Linked DNA regions of Sus scrofa: all the other regions are linked to region 2. The links are chromatin contacts, called in public Hi-C and HiChIP or PLAC-seq maps. All regions are on one chromosome and are shown on one strand. Each heading gives the region's core, a stretch centred on a gene start, on an enhancer-like site or on the middle of the called end of the contact. The rest is flanking DNA. Distances are from core to core; before and after follow the strand shown. Region 1 holds the start of EIF2A (eukaryotic translation initiation factor 2A). Region 2 holds the start of RNF13 (E3 ubiquitin-protein ligase RNF13). Region 3 holds the start of TSC22D2 (TSC22 domain family protein 2).

Region 1 (2,700 bases), core at 169-2,668, 730 kb after region 2:
AGTTTCTCTTTTGCAACAAAGGTTGCAAAACATTCTAAATTCTTATTCTGGGAGGTGTTTTTGTTTCTTGTTTTGGTCTACATTTCTTTCAACTAGATCGTTACTAAGGACCTGACCTCCTTTTCTACTCTTCTGTGAACGCAAATCAAGCGGGGAGAAGTTTCTAGAGCACCACCCTCTGTGCATATGTGGGACAAGTAATTCGATTCAGATGAAACAGAATTATGCGGGGCTCCCAGCAGGTGGGTTGAGACTCCGCGGCAGGATTCACCACTGATGGTCACCACGTCATCTCGAACCCGTCATCCAACACCCTACCCGATGGTGGCTACAAAACACTTACCGGAACCACAAACAACAAAAATGAAGAGAGCCAATAACCAGGGTCCTACAGACGCCTTCTCTTCGGGAGCATTTCTCTGCAAAAAGGCAAATCCACGGTTTCCAATGCAAAAAAACCCACTCTGACCCTGGTATCCCACCGCCTGCACCCCGAGCCAGGTCGCTGGGTCCCCGCACCCGACAGGTCTCCCTGCGATCCCGAGCCGCCCAGCTCCGGCACCCACCTCCCAGAGTTCCCAACTTAGCGTCCAACTCGTGGCCTCCAGCCCCTGAGTCGGCCGGGTCTGGGAGGAGAGCTCGACGCGGCCCTGGAGCCCCGGGCCTTGGCGGAACAGAGAGGGGCGCCCGCTCTTCCCTTACCGAGGTCTTGGCGACGTTGCCGCGCTGGGTGATGTTCTTGCTGTGCTTCTCGTTAGCCATACGGATCCGCTGCTTGGCGACCATCTTCGCGGCGCCACGACCTGCCCCGGTCACCCCTCGGCCTCGCTCGCTCGCCTGCCCTAGGGCCCCCGAGACCCACACTCCACTCCCGGTGCCCGCGCCGCCGGAGCGAGTTGGCTCTCAGGCTGGGCGCTAGCTCTGGCCGCTGGGCCTGAGCGCTAGCCGGGCGCGGGCCACCGACTGACTGACGACTGACTGACGACGCTGGCCGAGCGAGAGGGCGCGCCGAAGGAGGAGAGCAGGCCGCCGGGATATTCTCGCGCCGCTGCTCTGGCCGCTGCTGGAGCGTGGAGCGAGAGAGGAAGGAAATGCAACGCAACAACCGGACAGCGCAGCCCGTCGGCTCGAACTACTTCGGGTTCGGCTGCCAACGTCAGCACTGGGCGGGCTCCGCCTGCCGAGGAAGACGGAGAGGGAGGGGTGAAGACCGACGCACCGGCTCTAGCCCCGCCCCCTCACGCTCCGTAGAGGGTAGCCCCAGAGCCGCCAGTGCCCGTTCAAGCTCTCCAACCGGAAGCGAGTTAGCCCCGAGGCCGGTGGCCCCGGAAACACCAGTTCGTAGTCTGCACGCCGGAGGAGACGTGTTGGGGCCGGGTTCGGCCCTCGTGAACTCTGACCCAGGCGTAAGAGTTTCTCTTCCCGGGACAAGATGGCGCCGTCCGCGCCGCTCCTGACAGGTGAGTTCCGAGCAACCAAGGGAGTGCTTCTTCAGAGCAGTATTTTTTTGTGTCTTTTCCCTCTGGGACTACCCAAGGAGCCTCTGAGTTAGATTTACCTTTTCTTATTGGTTGTAGAAGAGCTGGAGGGCCTTTTGGATTTCTTGGTGTAGCGTGGCAATCGGAAGTGAGGCCCCCGCCTCTGGGCTCCAGCATTCCCCCTCCCTATTGCCCATCCATCATTATTCCCTGACACTACAAGGTCTACAGGAATAGAGGAAGGGGCTTAAGAACAGAGAGTGCTAGCGGGATTTATTGCCTTGGGTCTGCAGTACTGATGTAACACGTACGCTTACCAGGTTGCGACAGGCTTTGTTGACAGTGTGCAGACATTTAGCTCTGTAATAAGGCGGAAAAAGTAAACAAATGGCTTAGTCCAGTAGAATAACTAAACACATTAAATATATTTGAATTTAAGTAATACCAAATCCTGTACTCCTTGACTTTATGAAATTTGTAGGACTGAGTAGAGCAAGTGGACCTGTGGTGGTGTAGGCTTTCATTGGATTTCTGTGGTCTGGAGTGGTGGAAGTGAGCATTATAAAGTAGCAACGTTCAGATATTACAGGATTTCTGAGGTTTTGAAGCTGAAGTAGAGTTTATAATGTTGGAGAAGAAAATAAACTTAGTCTTGGACAATGTCTGCAATGACTCTGGATTAGAGTAATGATTGGCTGGGAGTCTCATATGAGCGTCATCTTCTTAGAGAGGAGTTGGGAGGGAAAAGAAGGCTTTAATTAAGTTACCAATAACTTAATAACGTATGGAAGGGAAAAGAAGCAATTGAGAGAAAGGTGGTCTGCTTTTGAGGAAAGAGGTTATTTCCCCCAAGACTTGAAAGGAAGCTTAAAAAGCTTTTGCACTTTTTACCATTACATTTTGAAATCTTTGTTGCTAAACACCATGGCCATTCATATACAATCTGGCTACCACAGTTCATTCATCAAACATCCATCAAATACAGAGTTCCTGTTGTGGCTCAGCGGGTTAAAACCCAATGTAAGTGTCCGTGAGGATGCATTGGACCCCTAGCCTGGGCACGTCCATATGCTGCAGGTGCGATCTTAAAAGAAAAAGAGAACATTTATCAAATACTAATTTGTTAGATAATATGCCAGACGCATACTGTTTAAAAAGTGTAATTACATAATTAAATGAATTTGTTTCTCTAGCATCATAAAGGTAGCATGTATGTTCCTCA
Region 2 (2,700 bases), core at 2-2,501:
GGATTGAATCCGCATCCTCATGAATCCCAGTCGGATTCCTTAATTGCTGAGCCATGAAGGGACAATTTTTTGTATTTAAATTTTGAGTAGGGTTTATTCACAAAGTTCAAAATTTGAAAGGCACAAAAGGATACATAATAGGGAGTCTTCCTATTTCTCAGGTCTCCCCGGAGAAATTAAGGTTACTAGTTACAGCCAAGGACGTTAAACAGGTGTTCTAAGGAATCACTCCCTCTCACCCCTCCTTTGTTTAGAAGATGAGGTTGAAGTTTGTAAAGCCTGTAATGGACTTTTAAAGGGGCCTTATTTTGAAGCAGAGCAGGGCCAGAATCTAGGTTTCCTGGCACTCTAGTTCATGACTGCAATCTTTGCAGTAACCCACATTGCTTCTTTAAAGTGGCTAGTTAGCAAATGGTTAATTAGTGTGGATGTTCCAATTCGGGTAATTGAAATTTCAATTGGAATACCCAGGGCTCGGAAGGTTTACCAGAGGGCGGAGGGGTGGAGTTTTTTTGGTTCTTTAAAAGAGATAAGGGTTTTTAAAGGCTGACGAAGGTTAAAAATCACAGGGTTTAACTTTTGCTGAGTCTCGGGGTATCGCGTGCCAGGCCGAGCGCTGACGTCAGCACGGCTCCTACTCATGCACCCGGGGACTACGGTTTAGTCCTCCAGTTGCTCGCACCTCTTAACAACGCTATTTAAACACTAAAGCATTGACTTTGGTCCCATATCTACCAGTCTCAACCGGGGCATGTTGCAGAGGGGAATGACGCCTCATCCTAGCCTCTTCCGCGGTCGTTAAGTGTGGTGCAGGAAGGCGGCGCGTCCGCTCCAGAGCCAAGGCCCGCCCAGGGGCAGCCTGCCAGCTGGGTCTCGGTCTGCTTTGGCCCCAAAGCCCAAACAGACTAGGCTGGCCAGCCCTGGCCACTAGGTTCATTCCCCACCTGACCTCGCGGCCTCCACTCCTGGAGGAACAGGGCAGGATTCCAGAGCCTATCCCCTTGGCCATCCCTACCCCTTTCCCCGCCAAAAGTGGACCCTTCATCCCTGTTCCAGAAGCCCGCCCCACCCTGCCCTTCCAGAGCGGGCGGATCACGAGGCCAAGAACGCGACTCTGCAAGCTGGGTGTCTCTCCGAGCCGGACTGGAGCGAGACGGAGCGAGACCCAGCGTGAGAGTGGGAAGGAGCCTTAGCGAGCAGCTCTGTGGCCCAATGGCTTCCTTCTATCTTCGAGTGAAGACCAATGAGGGTTGGGGGGCGGGACTTCCGCCTCGCCTTGGTGTTGTCGTCCGCGCTCCGACTCTAGGCTGTGGCGGTCGGTGCGGAGATTCAGGCATGAAGTCAGGTTAGGGGACTTCTCCCGCAGCAAGGCGGCAGGGGAGCCTATTTGTGTTGCGAGGTCAGGCTTCCAGGTAAGAGCACTCCCGTGTCGTGGATGCCGGGTGGCGGGTTGTCTTTCGCGGGGCCTGGCGGGGAGAACACACCCCCCTTACCAGCCCTGGAACTCCGAGGCGGCCCCACCGTTGAGCTCTTTGCTGCTCTTCCCCAGACTGGGCACGGAGGAAATTAGGTGTTTTGCAAAAGGTAAAATAAAAAGGGCTTCCCCTGAAGGGTCGAGTCCCCCTCGCATTACCATCCTGTGAGTTTGTGTGTATCCAAAGTTGTTATGTTATCCGTTTTGCTTTTTACATTCCTCTCGTAAGGTGGCTGGAGTCTGGGAAGATGTCCGGAAGGCTTTTCCTGGTCCAGCACTTGCTGCAGAGTCCCTGGGCAAAGTCACTTGACTTTAATTGTGGGAACTCTTTAGTCTTTGACACAAAAAAGAGGGCACTCGCCTCTGTTCTTTTAAACCTTCCCCCCACCCCCACCCCGGAAGCTAAATTGGAGGTGGGACGTGACTCTGCTAGGGATCGCCCCCTTAAAGTTGGCAGCTCTGCCAGGGCGCTTATTGAGTTGACCCGTACTGATGAAAGAACTCTGTCCCAGAGGGGGAGTGGGCAGACAACGAAGCCAGGCGATCCCAGAAGCACTTACACGTATTTGGTGGCAGCCACTGAGTGTTTTCTGCCAGCTTTTGGTAGATTTCTCTACTTTGTCCTAATCTGTCAATAGTTCCAAAACTGTTGTTTCGGTTGTAGCTTCAGCACCTTGAGTAGTTGCTCAGGTCCTTTGGTTTTGCTCCAGTCTTGCCTGATGGTTAACTATTATGTCAGTGATGCAGCAGGAACAGTGAAAACTAATGCATTCCTTTCAACAATGATGTGTTGTTCTCCAAGGAGAACATCTGCAGTTTTGGATACAATATAAATAAATAAGATGGGTGTGCCGCTAAAGAGTTCTTGTTAGAGAAATATCAGTTCAAGGTTTAAGGAAGGACTTTTCAACAATTTCATCTTTTTAAGGACAAATTTTAATGGATCGAGGAGATTAGCTCTACCTCAGAGTAATAAAACTGAATTGTGGTAGCAGTTTAAAAGAGCTTTAAACAGGAGGTAAGAAGTGCAGTGTAGGGCCCATGGGGACTTATTAATGGATTTTGGAATCAATTTTGTGCAATAACATTAGGAAGAAGAAGGGAAAAAAATATCGAAGCACATCCTGTGGAGTAAAAGTAAATATTATTTCATGTAGTTTTGTTTAAGGTTTTTAAAAAGAATGAGTGTGAAAAGGAAGATGTAAATGAGTACCATAGTATTGTGG
Region 3 (2,734 bases), core at 151-2,650, 610 kb after region 2:
AAATTACACATTTCAAAATGAAACATTCTATTAGCTATCTCTGCCACAATAGCAGCATAATGTTACACTTTGTTCCTTTATTCCCCCCCCACCCCCTTAAGAAACAGGGATGTTATTATGTGGTCTTATTTCACATCCTGTCTTCAGTCACTTGGGTTTGGAGGGCATGGTTTCTACTGGTAAATGACATATCTCTGTATTTTATTTACAACTGAGGGCCTTAAAAAAAACTGTAAATTTTAATTATCAGAACATTCTTAGGGATAAAAAGTATTTTTATTCTTCAAAAATTAGAGAACTGAGTACAATGATTAACTGATTTATGTCAGTCATCATGAGGAAATTTTGATTTACATCAAGACATCTTAGATTTTACCTAAATGATGTATGTCCAAAGTTCAAGAGTCCCCTTCCTCACCATTTTTTATCTGTTTATAAAAATGGCCCTTACCATTTTCTTCTACCAGAAAGGAACTAAACGGTGATAAATTCTCCACTACTTTCATAGCTACTTCTGGACAGGAAAGGGTGCTTTCTAACGTTTTCTGATTGTTCATGGCCCAATCCAAACCATCTAACACTCTGGCTCCTACTAAGAGTTTTAGAATAAACAAAAGAAAGAACTACAACTATTTAACGCAGTAGGTTCTACATTTATGGAGCCCATAAGCTGATTTCATGCTGAAAGTAAAAACAGTCTCAAGATGTTTAAATGAACTCTTCGATGCTGGAATCACAACAAACTCAAGAAAATTAGGAATATGTTGGTAACCTCTAATCTTTTTTTAAACTGACCTCAGCCTGGGCAAGTAACCATCTTCTGATGCCATTGCCTGAGACAGAATTTCTGGCTGAAAGATCCTTTTTCTGACTCAGTCTGGCTTGCTATTCTTGGTTAATCATCCCCATTTCTCTCAACATTTCACTCCTCTGACTATAATAGATAACATTTATTTTCAGGAAAGACTTTTTAGGTGATTCGGTTCCTCCAGCCGCCTCCCTCTTTATTCTAGTTAAATACCCCAACCCCCATTCCCATCACCTTGTTTCACTAAGATTTTGCTAAACATTAGACACAGTAAGCACATGATCTCCAGTCTTCCAGTGTCTTGGAAAAAACTGATATAAAAACATTCGATTGGCGCGGCTGGAAGTTTCTCTAGGCTTGGAATTTTAGAGTTTTTAGTTGTTCAACTCTTAAAGACCGAAAGAGCAAAATATAAAAAAAATTTTTAAATAAAAAACCGCTCCCCTTTCTTAACCTTTAGCCCCGCCCATTGCCCCCCCAGCCTCCACGCGAAACTGCAGGAAACCGGAGGAGGCGGGGCGGTGACGTCACGACGCCGGTGCGTCACGGAACGGCGGCTGCGGCGCTGGCGGTGGCTGCGGCGCGGCGGCATTTTAGTCGGCAGCAGCGGCGGCAGCAGCGGGGCTGCTGCTACTCCCAGCATCCTTGGCGCGGCCATTTCAGCCCCATCTTGGCCGAGGGGAGGGAGCTGCAGCCGTCGCTTCAGCAGTTTGAATTTCAGTTTCTCCAGGACCTGCGAACTGGGCGCACCGAGGAGAAGCCTAAGAAGCTACCGCCGCTACCTCACACAGCTGGAGCGCCGCCGCTCGCCGGCTAGCCGGCCGCCGCCCCTCACTCTCTCAAGAGCCGCGAGGGGAGGCCGAGACCGCCGCCGCCGCCCGCCTGCGGGGGTGGCTCCCCCTGTGTAAGGGGAGGACCGAGCCGGCTTTCTCCTCCCCCGGAGCGGGTTTCCGCCAGAGACGGTCGACATGTCCCTGGGGTTGAGCTCCGGCTAGAGCCGGGGAGGGAGGGCCGCCCGCCCGCGCCGAAGCTCCGCCGCCCGCCCGCGGCGCCTGGCTGAATCAGGAATCCCGGCTCCGGACTCGCCACTCTTTCTCCGTCCACCCTCGGCGTCCGAGAGCTCGGAGCTGACGCCGGCACTGGCTCTAGGAGCCGGAGCGGGGCAGCACCGCCCCTCACGCCGCCGCCGCCGCCGCCGCCTCCTCCCCTTCGCCCTCCCACTCCCACCCCCAGCCAAGGCCTGCTGACCGCGCCGAGCGCCGAGCTGGACTGACCACGGCAGCCCGGAGACAAGAGGAGGAAGCAGCCGGCCCGCCCCTGGAAACGCGCTCTCGCCGCTACTGGGGGTATTGAATTGAGGCGCCGCGGCTGCGGGAGGCGAGAAGGAAGGAGGAGCCGCCGCGCGAGTGAGACCCGGGCAGAGCCGGAGAAACCGACATCGAGAAGGAAACGGGAGGAGGATGTCTCACCGAGCAGCCGGTGCCCAGATCAGCCCGTGACTCGTAACAGCGTCGGGCCTCAGACCCCGGTGCGGACCCGGACTTTGTCTTTGGGGGCCGGTGCTCTGCCCTTCCTGGTTTCCGGCAAGATCGCAGAGGAGCCGCCGTGCCACTCTGCTCTCCAGCCTTCCTCACCATGTCCAAGATGCCGGCCAAGAAGAAGAGCTGCTTCCAGATAACCAGTGTCACCACGGCCCAGGTGGCCACTAGCATCACTGAGGACACTGAGAGCCTGGACGACCCGGACGAGTCACGCACAGAGGACGTCTCCTCCGAGATATTCGACGTTTCTCGGGCCACGGATTACGGGCCCGAGGAAGTCTGCGAGCGCAGCTCCTCCGAAGAGACGCTCAACAATGTTGGGGATGCGGAGACCCCTGGGACCGTCTCCCCCAACCTCCTCCTGGACGGGCAGCTGGCGGCCGCG

What was found. A called contact is a pair of places that touch in the nucleus more often than the background predicts. HiChIP or PLAC-seq counts read pairs in DNA pulled down with a chosen protein or histone mark.
Region 1: a Hi-C map of skeletal muscle shows a contact between it and region 2, with 3 times the contacts expected there. The contact joins the promoter of EIF2A here to the promoter of RNF13 in region 2. A contact is called at or near these places in 2 of 47 Hi-C or Micro-C datasets (liver and skeletal muscle) and 1 of 2 datasets of contacts at active chromatin or transcription factors (alveolar macrophages).
Region 3: a contact with region 2 is called in an H3K27ac HiChIP or PLAC-seq map of skeletal muscle. The contact joins the promoter of TSC22D2 here to the promoter of RNF13 in region 2. A contact is called at or near these places in 1 of 47 Hi-C or Micro-C datasets (heart right ventricle) and 2 of 2 datasets of contacts at active chromatin or transcription factors (alveolar macrophages and skeletal muscle).

Annotation. Positions count from the first base shown.
Region 1 is chr13:90,760,225-90,762,924 of Sscrofa11.1, forward strand. EIF2A (eukaryotic translation initiation factor 2A) reads left to right here and starts at 1,419. Exons shown (of 13, transcript XM_021069601.1): 1 at 1,419-1,460. SERP1 (stress associated endoplasmic reticulum protein 1) reads right to left here and starts at 1,176. Exons shown (of 3, transcript NM_001243260.1): 1 at 703-1,176; 2 at 344-419. The coding sequence starts at 786.
Region 2 is chr13:90,033,437-90,036,136 of Sscrofa11.1, forward strand. It overlaps RNF13 (E3 ubiquitin-protein ligase RNF13), which reads left to right and starts at 1,252. Exons shown (of 9, transcript XM_013980793.2): 1 at 1,252-1,412.
Region 3 is chr13:90,639,095-90,641,828 of Sscrofa11.1, forward strand. It overlaps TSC22D2 (TSC22 domain family protein 2), which reads left to right and starts at 1,401. Exons shown (of 3, transcript XM_005652407.3): 1 at 1,401-2,734. The coding sequence starts at 2,444.